2 separate regions of the Hordeum vulgare genome follow, and region 1 is linked to region 2. Evidence: chromatin contacts called from public Hi-C data. All regions are on one chromosome and are shown on one strand. The core of a region is the stretch at or near the end of the contact, and the rest is flanking DNA. Distances in the headings are between cores, read along the strand shown.

What was found. A called contact is a pair of places that touch in the nucleus more often than the background predicts.
Region 1: a Hi-C map of seedling shows a contact between it and region 2, with 2.5 times the contacts expected there. The contact joins the promoter of LOC123440207 here to the promoter of LOC123440205 in region 2. A contact is called at or near these places in 2 of 6 Hi-C or Micro-C datasets (leaf and seedling).

What each region holds. Positions count from the first base shown.
Region 1 is chr3H:473,642,650-473,648,030 of MorexV3_pseudomolecules_assembly, reverse strand. LOC123440207 (transcription repressor OFP1-like) reads right to left here and starts at 2,772. Exons shown (of 1, transcript XM_045116776.1): 1 at 1,179-2,772. The coding sequence starts at 2,507. The coding sequence ends at 1,545. LOC123444343 (GTP-binding protein At2g22870) reads right to left here. Exons shown (of 4, transcript XM_045121031.1): 4 at 3,929-4,521. The coding sequence ends at 4,303.
Region 2 is chr3H:473,215,752-473,221,133 of MorexV3_pseudomolecules_assembly, reverse strand. It overlaps LOC123440205 (pathogen-related protein), which reads left to right and starts at 1,483. Exons shown (of 2, transcript XM_045116774.1): 1 at 1,483-1,879; 2 at 2,028-2,982. The coding sequence starts at 1,733. The coding sequence ends at 2,663.

The DNA of each region.
Region 1 (5,381 bases), core at 1,523-4,022, 430 kb before region 2:
GCCAGCTACCTGCATCTGCATGGCATGTAGTGTACTGTAAGGAGCCCACGTACATACGTGGTGTGGAGCGGGGAACAGGGGCGCTGATTCCGGAGCGCGACGAGACGCGACGAACTGGCGACATTCTGGGCGCCTGGCGAGGGAGTCGCGTCGGTCGGCCGCGCGCTGGGGCGGGGGCGGGGGGCTCTCGGTGCGGCCCGGTGCGGTGCGGTCACGTTGCGCGGAAAGATGGATGCATCAGGCTACGCCCGGGCTACCGCTAGTAGCATAGGCATACTGGCATAGCATGCAAGTGGCGGACGCGTACAAGCGCATGGCATCCGGCGCGGTACGTCGCACGGACGCACGCACGGACGGACGGCCCTCCCTCAGCGCCGATGCACCTGCACTGCACTGCACAGGTCGCCGTTCGCCCTGCACTGACTCCCCCCCTGCCGGCGCCAGTGATCCGATCAATCGGCGCCGGCGGTCGATGGCGACCGGCCCTGCCGTGCCTGGTGCAATCTGTGGATGCTTCACACGTCGGCATCGCGTGTGCGTTGCGGTTCGGCCGCCCCGGCCCAACCCCCGTTCCTCCTACCAATCTACAGCAACCAGATGCGGTCACCAACCTCGCCAACCCGCCGCAGCCGCACATGGCTGCTCCTAATCCCAGCTGCCACCGGTACGTGCATACCCAAGCAGGGGAGTAGTCCGGGAACACATTCACGTCGAAGACTTCCCTTCTGCATATTATAAATCCGGCAATGCCCGCGTTTACTCGCGAGGGAGAGGCCGGACGTTGCCAATTTGGCACTTCTCCTTTGTTTGCCGGCTACTCCTTCCCGGATTTTGTTTCTTATTATTGTATGTATAGGAGCAGAGTCTGAACGAAGCACGGAATATATTCCGCGCCGTGTTAGAGTATTCAGTTGAAAATGTTCCACATGCGCCCTAAGAATGTGCGTCGTCGTTGCTTGCTCTTGGGAGCTCGTTCAACGAAGGAGATACGTATGGAGCGAATTTCAGAGTCAAATGTTGACAGGAAAATGATTTTCTTTTTACCGGGAGTTGAACCGAGCAAACGTGAGCGTATCACAATAGCTATATGTACGTTGATTGAATCTGTAATTTGGATAAATCGATTTCTCGGGAGGAGGATTGGTTGAACGAGGAAGATGAGTATTCGGCAAAGCTAATTCGAAAAATACCTTGAAAATATATCACGTATTTACAGGAAGCGCAGCGACCGACCTTCTCAAACCGGCGGGGACAATCATAGAAGAACGCTAGACTACAAGTTAACATCAAGAAGCTAAGGTACAGTACCATCACTGACACAACTAGAGGGTGGGAGCCCGGAACTAGGAACTTAAGCACAAGTTAGCTGGTCAAGATTCAGCAATGAATGAACGATGGAGACAACGCACGTAATAGCGCGCGACATCGCACATGTCCAACTCCATTCTTGCGCCATTAATCTCGCCCGCTCGAGAAATGGTTAATCCTACCAACGTCGATCGTTGCATTGCACCCCGTGCCGGACGGCCGATCGTCCGACGAGCTCAGGGGCAGAGCGTCTCCCGCACGTCGGCGAAGGCCGCGAGGATCACCGGGTAATGCCGCGGCGAGTTGAGCACGAGGTACGTCTCCAGCAGGCTCTCCGCACTGTGTTCGCCTTCGCCTTCGCCGCCGCCGCCGCCTTGTGGCCACTCGGCGATCATCTCCTCCATGGACTTGCGGAAGTCCTCGTACGGGTCGGCGGAGCGCTTCACCACCGCGAAGCCCCCGTCCGTGGCGGCGGACGCCGTGGAGCCCCGCGGCATCTCGAAGCTGTACCGGCAGCTCTGCGACGCGCCGCGGCGCGGGGCGGCGGCCGGCGCGCGGCAGGGCCCGGACACGGAGGCGCGCGCCTTGGTGCCGTTGTTGCGCGGGCAGTTGTAGAAGTCGGACGAGTCGGAGGAGAAGCTCCTGGACGAGAAGAGGTTCCGCGAGTCCTCGTCGTACTCGTCGTCGTCGGAGGAGCTGCTGAGCAGCCTGCGCGACGAGTGCGTCGACAGCCTCCGTGGACTGCGCTTGCCGCTGGGCCGCTCCTTCCACCTCGGCAGCGGCGGCAGGGGCGCCGCCGCCGGGAACGGCGAGGAGGGCGGGCACTTGCGGCCCTCCCACTCGCTCGCCCCGAACGGCAGCCCGGCCCCCTTGAGCGCCGCCCTCTCCGCCTTGACGTCGTCGGCGAGGAGGAGCGACGGGTCGGCCGCGTCGACGGAGCGGCGGCCGGCGCAGTCGATGGTGATGCGGATCAGCGGGACGGTGCGCCGCGCCGAGACGGAGAGGCGGCGGTCGTGGTGCTCGCCCGTTGCGGCCTTCCTGCCGAGGCGGCCGTAGGATGGCAATGCGAGGGCCGGCTGCGCGGCGCTCTCGTCGTCTCGGCGCTTCCTGCCGCCCGAGCGCCTGGAGAAGACCGACAGGATGGCCGCCAGCCGGTGCTTGAGCTTCTTGCGGCCGGCGCCGGAGCTGGAGCCGTCCATCGTGCTGGCGACTTGTCGTTCCCTCTGCGTGCGTGGAGACTGGACAGAGAGGGAGAGGGCGCGGGAGCTGCGGGGGAGGGCGGGAGATGGAGCGGTCGAGTGGAGTTGGTTTGGTCGACTATCGCATTCGTGCCGGGCTAATGCGGCCTGGCCTTTTAACCGGCGCGATCTCGAAGCGGAACTGCCAAGGGGATGACACGGTCGTGGCCCCTCCCTCCGGCGGGACGACGGGGACAGGCGCCACGTAACGTAGTGGGGGGAGATGGCTTGGCCAAGAGGCGGTTACGCGCCATGGTGCCGCATTATCTATCGCTGGCTCAGCTGGCTGCGTCTTGGTCTTGGATCCCATATTACCCGCGGCCTCCCGAGCACTCCTGGATTTAGCCTACTGACAAGATTGGCCTAATGGCCCTCGCCAACTGTCGCCTTGTGTTTGTGTTTGCTTGCCCGTGCGGCGCATGGAGAATGGTGGTGCGGCAGGCTCGTGAGCAGCGCACGGGATTGCAATTGCAAACGTGGCCGACTAGTCTTTGTGAACTTCGTAGGAACAACTAACTGATGCAATTTGACCTGTTTCATCGGGATGGAAAAGTTATTATTTTCGAGTGAAAGGAAGAGGGTGTGAACTGGTTGGCGATCAGGCATACATTCTCTGCGCGCGCAGCAGGTCTTTGCAAGGCTGCAACTCTGTGTGCCCAGTTTTACCGCACAGGTCGGCCGGCCATGTCACGGTGTTCCAGTTTTGACCACGGCAACGCTGCAGTCAGTCTGTGCCTGTCTGTCTGTCTGTACACCGCTGCTACAGCGCCAGCAGCAAGTACTCCAGTACCAACAGTATGTTTTCCAATCAACCTACGTAAACAAGCGCGTATAGGCTGTAGTACGCGCTGTTAATTCTTAAATGTACGTCCCTCCGTGGCATCAAGTGAGTTGTTTAGTGACACACAAACGCGGCCACCAGCTGTGGGAAGGAACCCGGCTGAGCTGAGCTGTTGTTTGGGACTAGAAGCAAGTATCTATACCTATCGCCTAGACGGCGCGCGGCTTTTAAAGATTTGACATTATATATAAAGATAAACAAACAAACAGGTGCTCGTACCGCTAATACAAAACTCATGACAGATAGGCCTAACAAACCAAGCATGCATGCATGCATGCATGAACATCTAAGACCCCAGGATATTAAGCCGGGCCTGCAATTATCTGACCAGTGTTATGCGTCCAGTCCAGGCAGGACCTGTACCGGCTCGACCTTTTTCTTTAATCTGCTATGGGATGAAAGGAACCAACTGTAGTAGTAGAATGGATCCCAATAATGTGGCACTTTCACCGCGTGCTGTACGCCACGGAAAAACCATTGACTAGTCAAGAGGTGCCTGCATCTCCTGCCATTTGTGTGATGCAGGGTCCAAGGGAGCAAATAACAAACAAACGTGTGGGATTCCCGATGATGATTAGCTGACACAGTTGTTTCTTTAATCTACTACATACAGGACGCCGCAATCTTATAATCAGAAAGTAACAAAGACAAAACGTTGAGATTGTCTGTACGGTTATACAAATATAGAAGAAGAAAAAAACAGGGTGGTTGATTTCAGCAGCTTGTCTGTATTCCCGGTCCGCCTGTTGTTGATTGAGTGATCATCACGTACCAGAGGGCAATCAACAGCTCAAAAGGCGAATTGGTTGGTGAAACCCTGATTGCAAAGGTGCTGATGCATCAAGCCGTAGCAGGGGTTGCCCCGCTCGCATGCAGTTTACTGTTGTTTCAGTCCTATTCTTGTTATCCCTCCTCCTAATGCTTGCGCCAATAGTTTCTGAGCTGAGACATGTGCAGAAGTATCTCGTCTCTGCCTTGGTTCGTTACGCTGCTCGTCATTATCCACGGAGGCGCCGCCTCGAAGTATTCGCGTATCAGGTTCTGGAAGCATTCTACGTTTTCTTCCGGTCTCTTGCCGCCGTTTTTCTTCTTCTTACGCTTGTCGCACTTTGTGAACACCAGGGTCATTGGGACCTGAAAAAAATAAACATTTAAATAGAGCATATGAACATTGAAACTGAACGTTATCAAGATTGGCTGTTCAGATAGCTATCAATTCACTCACATGTTTCTATTAGCAATAATGCTTATTTGATGCAGTAGTAACGGTATATCAGTAGCAACATACGGAGTACATAACAGTATAACTAACAGCCTGACATCTTCAATCAGATAAATACATATGGTAGACAATAAATAATGCATGATTGGGTTCATGCCTGTTATTACTCATACAGAAGGTCGCTCCATTATTATATCTGAAAAGAGGAATTTGTGAATGAATGCCCTCAGAGGACATATTCAATGATGCAAACATAGGTCCATATCCAAAGAGGAGTGTTTTGCACTGAATCGCGACAGAACAGAAGAGAGGATGGTTGAAACTCGCAAAAGGGAAAATAATGGTTGTGGGGTGGGGAGGCACCAATAAAGGACATAGGCGCTTACAGGAACACCACTGATCGTTATTGACTGGGTAGGACAAGCTCAGGCTTTTGTTGCAAAGGGTGGGTGAGTCAGTGGGGACACTGCAGTAGCGGTAGTACACAAGGAATGTGGAATGTGCAGGAACTAACTAATATTGTCACATATTACTTTGTTCAGATACTACCATGTTGTCGGACTTGGTCAGATAAAACGATAGGAAGAAAGAGAAACAAATGCCCTGACGAAATGAAGAAGACCGGCAACCGCTGCACCCTACAGAGATGTCCCACCGCGCTCCAAGCACACCGAAGCACCGCGTACCGAGCAACACCTTCCAGAAGGAAAGCAACGACGATGATGCTGCTGCCCGAACAAGTCCTAGGGTTTCCCCTGATACCCGAAGCACC
Region 2 (5,382 bases), core at 234-2,733:
GAAAATCTATCATAGATTAGCAGGTTTCTTGCCGTGATCATGTCCAAGGTACGTGAGGGTTTAAACATATGGTGCTTTGCTGGCGCGCATTGCCTGGAGTCACCCTTCACGGACATAGGTATCAGCTTTCGAAGCTACACCATCAGGGGTTTTCTCACTTCTTTTGTTTTCTCTTAGCTTTTTGCCTTCGATCCCATGTTATATGTACTGATTACGAAAATGTGTTCCTTGCTTATGATATGTAAACATGTAGCGTGGTAGTCTTAGCAAGACGAAAAAACATTATGTGTTTCTTAAGTAGGAGAGTTTGGCCTTTGAGTTGTAATGCCTTCGCGGTAGAGGGCTAACATGATAAAGGTCATGAACGGCCTTAGAAGCAGATTAAGAGCTAAGATAAGCTTGTGGTGGTCAATTTAAATGGCAAGGTCTCGAAGCAGAGTGTCAAAACAATTCATTGTCTGTTAAATAACCTTTGTAGGCAAACCTATATTTTATATTTTAATATAAATCCAACGTTAGATTTATAGGGCTAGAAATCTGAGGTGCTCGGGTACGATCGGATCCTGATTAATCGCATGCCAATTAATTGATGTAGCGTGACAATTCCTTATTGATTTCTTTGCATCACATGAAGAAAAATTATGTAGAACTTGGCAAATCCTTATACAAAAGCATGTTAATTTTATTTGTTTCCGGATGACAAATTTGGTTGTCAGGTTTTTAGCCCTAAAAATCTTAATCCAATTTTTTAACATTTCTGATTTTTACTCCATCAACATCTACGTTGATAATATCCATATATACCGATATAAAAGACCCTGAGCGGCATATCCAATTAATGTAGGCATTAAATCTTGTTATCGAATGGTTTAAATTGCTCCAATGACGAGTGCGGCATGTCTAGCTTGCAATTGATATCACACTAAATATCAATGTCTATGTTAATCACTTACGCGTAACTGATATTCTACATAGTATTCGTATGCAACTAATTTTTTCCTTTATAATAATATCAACGTGTATGCAACTATTTTTTTCCCTTATAGTGGATGATGACGGCTTCTAAAACGTGTGCATGTGGTGTACGCTTTAGGTCTGCTGCACCGGTTGTTAGTTTCGGTACGTTATGTGGATGGATCGGCGACGACGCTTCGGATGGTTTGTAGGTGTGAGAGGACGTTTCTGATGGTTTGATGTATGTTCTTGTCAAACCTTTGTTGAATAAGTAATAAATATGATAGTATGCATCGATTGATGCAGAGGCCGGAGTCTTAACCTCCTTTTCTAAAAAAATAAATAGACCTACATGCATTTACTAGTTTCTGCAGACTGTCTAAGCAACAACCTAATTCCCGAGGGTTTTTTCGGCGAAAAAAAATGTTTGCGGCAGGTAAGGATGGCCTGGCTGGCAAAAGGCAAAATACATATATAATTATATACGTGGAGCATCTGGATTGGATGAGATCGGATCCAGTCGATATAAGTTTGTTCCATTATTTCCGATTACAGTATTATTTTTGTTTGCAGGGATAAACATTCAGCTCCCAGATAAACAATCCTGTATATACTCTCGGACGCCCACCTTTAAAACCCCCACCCACCCATCCATCCATAATTGCATTCACAGGCTAGCGCACACAACAGTGAGACTACAACCCACAGCACTCACCACCGTGGTCGCCATCCGCTGCGCGTCTCGGGCTCCCAGCGTGCGTGTCTGATCTCTGATCTGATGGCGGCACAAGCAGAGGATTCCTCCGGCGGCGACAAGTACCGGTCTCACCTGGCCGGCGAGGGCGAGAAGAACACCGTGTGGCGGCACGGCGCGCCGCCCACGTACGACGCCGTGAACAGCCTCTTCGAGGCCGGGAGGACCCAGGTATATTCCGTCGATCCTCACACGCACGCGCGTCCCATGTCCACGGAGCGCCTCTCTTCTTGTATTTTGCGATGGGGAAAGACCTCCGCTTTGTCGCGGCCTCTGCATGCGTCGGCGCGTCACACGCGCGTTTCTTGTTGCTTTGCAGGAGTGGCCGGAGGGGTCGCTGGAGGAGACGGTGCAGAACGCGATCAAGACGTGGGAGATGGAGCTGTCGCACAAGGCCCGCATCGAGGACTTCAAGTCGGTGAGCCCCGGCCGGTTCACCCTGTCGGTGAACGGCGGGCGGGCGCTGACGGGGGAGGAGACGCTGGCCATGGGCAGCTACAACGCGCTGCTCGCGAGCCCGATCCTGCGGGGCGCCGGCGCGTACGACGCCGCCGCCGAGACGTTCGAGTCCTCGCACGACCTCTTCCGATCCGCCTTCCCGCGCGGGTTCGCGTGGGAGGTGGTCAAGGTCTACTCCGGCCCGCCGGTGATCGCCTTCAAGTTCCGGCACTGGGGCCACATGGAGGGGGCCTACAAGGGACACGCACCCACCGGCGACAAGGTCGAGTTCTACGGCGTCGCCGTGCTCAAGGTGGACGAGCAGCTGCGGGCGGAGGACGTGGAGGTGTTCTACGACCCAGGGGAGCTCCTCGCGGGGCTTATCAAGGGTCCCAAGGAGGGGGACGAGGAGGCGGCGCTCGCCGGGAGGCTCCGCGAGGCGGCTACGGTGTCGGCATCAGGTGCCGACGCGCAGCCGCAGGCCTGCCCCTTCCTTGGTTCGGGAAAGCAGGGGTGATCGAGTGGCCTCGTGAAATAAAACGTGTCGTGTCTCCAGTCTTCAGGGTGTTGCTGTTGCATCACTGTTTCGCAATCAGAGAGATCTTTATCGTCAGCTTTGGAGACCAGCTGAAAGCTCAGTTCAACTTGTGATTTATACTGTTGAAGTGCTCGTTGTTTGGTTGGAAGGTGTTGGGTCCAGGGTCGGGAGTCGATCGGGATCAGTGAGAGCAGCTTGGTGAAAAGATGGTTTCTGACGTGCTTCCCCAAATGATTGATTTCTGCTTGAATTGAATTGTTTCTTGCAAAAATGAAATGTTGTTCCATATTTCCTTTTATATTAAGTGTCACGGCAGTCCATTGTTGGCATAGAACATCCCTCAAGAGCGTAGCCGCTCGCACCACTGTACTTAACCATGTTTTTTTAAGAAAAGAGACAAAAGATTTGTCTCATTCATTAATTAAGAGGGAAAGGAATATAAAGTTTGTGTTATAACGCTCATCGTGTGACAGTACAAAAGGTCTACTCTGATGGTCCAATTATTTTACACCCGCGGTGACCCAGATTTGGGCCGCAATCTTGATGTTAGCAAGTACAAGTATAGAATCATCGGCGGGGCACTCTTGAGATGGAAGATGGGAGCGTTCTTTTCATTCCATATTGTCCAAAAGATGAGCACGGAGAGCGTCGCCATGGCCCTTCTATTCGGAACGGTAGAGGCGGGAAGCCCTATCCACCACTCCCCGGTCGAACGTGACAAGTGTCGAGTAGAACTGTTGATGTTCTCGAGTTTGAGCCAATCTTTGATCATTCCCCAAAGTCTAGTGGTGTACCGATATTGGAAGAGGAGGTGGTCGATAGATTCTTGCACACGCTTACAGAGTGGGCACAACCCACAATTAGGCCATCTCCGCTTGGCCAAGCGGTGAGCAGTCCAAATTCTGTTTTGCATAGCCAGCCAAGCAAAAAAGTTGACCTTAGGCGGAGCCCAAGCCCTCCGTACTGCAAGCTCCATGGGAGAGCGGAAGACGCCGAAGAATTGGACAAGATAGGCGTACTTGACAGTGTATATCCCGCTCTTTGTGTGCTTCGAGACGATGTCATCTTCAGCGTTCACCTCAAGAGGGAAGTCGCGGGTGGTCGACCAAAGCTCGATGAATTGACGAAGGTGTTCAAAGGTGAAGCTGGAAGTGACCTTGATCTTGACAACCCAAGCATCATCCTTGAGGGCTTCACGAAGCATCCAACTCTTCCGCGAGGAGTCATCATAGATAAGTGGAGTGATGTCTCTTGGTTTGCGGCCCCGCACCCAAGGGGAGTCCCAAAAAAGTGTGCGTGCACCGTTGTCAACGACGATAGTCGTGGAAGCATAGAAAATATTTTTGTCCATCTCGTCACACGGGTTGCCGGATCTAACCCACAACTTGGTGGGCTCCTTGCATTCAAACCAAAGCGAACGCAAACGAAGTGCCCTTGAAAAATTCTCCGTGTTTAGCACCCCAAGACCTCCGTATTCGACAGGTCGACATACGGACTCCCAGATAACTTTGCACTTGGCGCCGGCAGTCTAATCCATTCCTTCCCCAAAGAAGGATCTCTCTAGCTTGTTGACATTGTGGAGGATGCTCGGGGGAGCAATGAGTGAGGTGGTGAAGTATATGGCCTGCGACGGAAGCACATGCTTGACAAGGGCATCCCTACCGATGGAGGTGATACTTTGTCCCTCCCAAGGAACAAGCTTGGCAGCCACCTTGTCCACAAGGAACTGGAAGTCTCGGGCTTTGAGCCGCCACACCGAAAGAGCTAGTCCCAAATATTTTATTGGGAAGGAAGCGCGGGCAGCACGAAAGCTCCGGAGAATTGTGTCAAGGTGAAGTTGCCCACATTGAATCGGGACCACTGAGCTCTTCTCGAAGTTAGTGCATAGGCCTATTACGTCACCAAACGCACTGTGCAAAGTGAAGAGGTTGTCAATATCTTTCTTATGGGCGCAATGAACACGGCCGCATTGTAGGTGTAGAGGGATGTTCTCATGATAGGTCCACGACCACGAATTTTATGTAGCAGCCCCTTCCTAGTTGCTAGTTCAAGAATCTTGTGAAGGGAAGCGATGGTGATGACAAATAGGAGGGGGGAGAGGGCCCCCTGCCGAAGGCCCTGTCCGTGGGCAATGGGGCTACCACGGATGCCATTGAGGAGAACCCGTGATGAGGAGGTGCAAAGTAGGGCAGTGATCCAATTTCGAAAGGTGCTCGGGAATCCCTTTTGCTGGAGGATGTCAATGATGAACTCCCATCTCACGGAATCAAAGGCCTTCCTTATGTCAAGCTTGAAGAGGAGGGACGGAGTTTTGCCCTTGTGAAGACGACGCGCAAGACTCCTCACATACATGAAATTTTTGTGAATACTCCTCATCCTAATGAAGGCACTTTGCGCATTTGAGACAAGCTTATTCATGTGAGGGGTGAGTCGCATTGCTAGAATTGTTTCAACAATCTTCGAAGTGGTGTGGATGAGGCTAATAGGCTGGAAATCATAAATCCCCTCAGCACCCTCTTTCTTTGGTAGAAGTACAATGTTTGTTGAGTTAAGCCAGTGGAGATTTGCTGTGTGCAAGTTGTCGGAAAGAGAGACAACCATCATGATGTCGTCCTTGATAATGTCCCAACAACTCTTGAAGAAAAAACCGGTGAAACCATCTGGACCAGGAGCTTTCTCGCTTGGCATTTGGTTAATT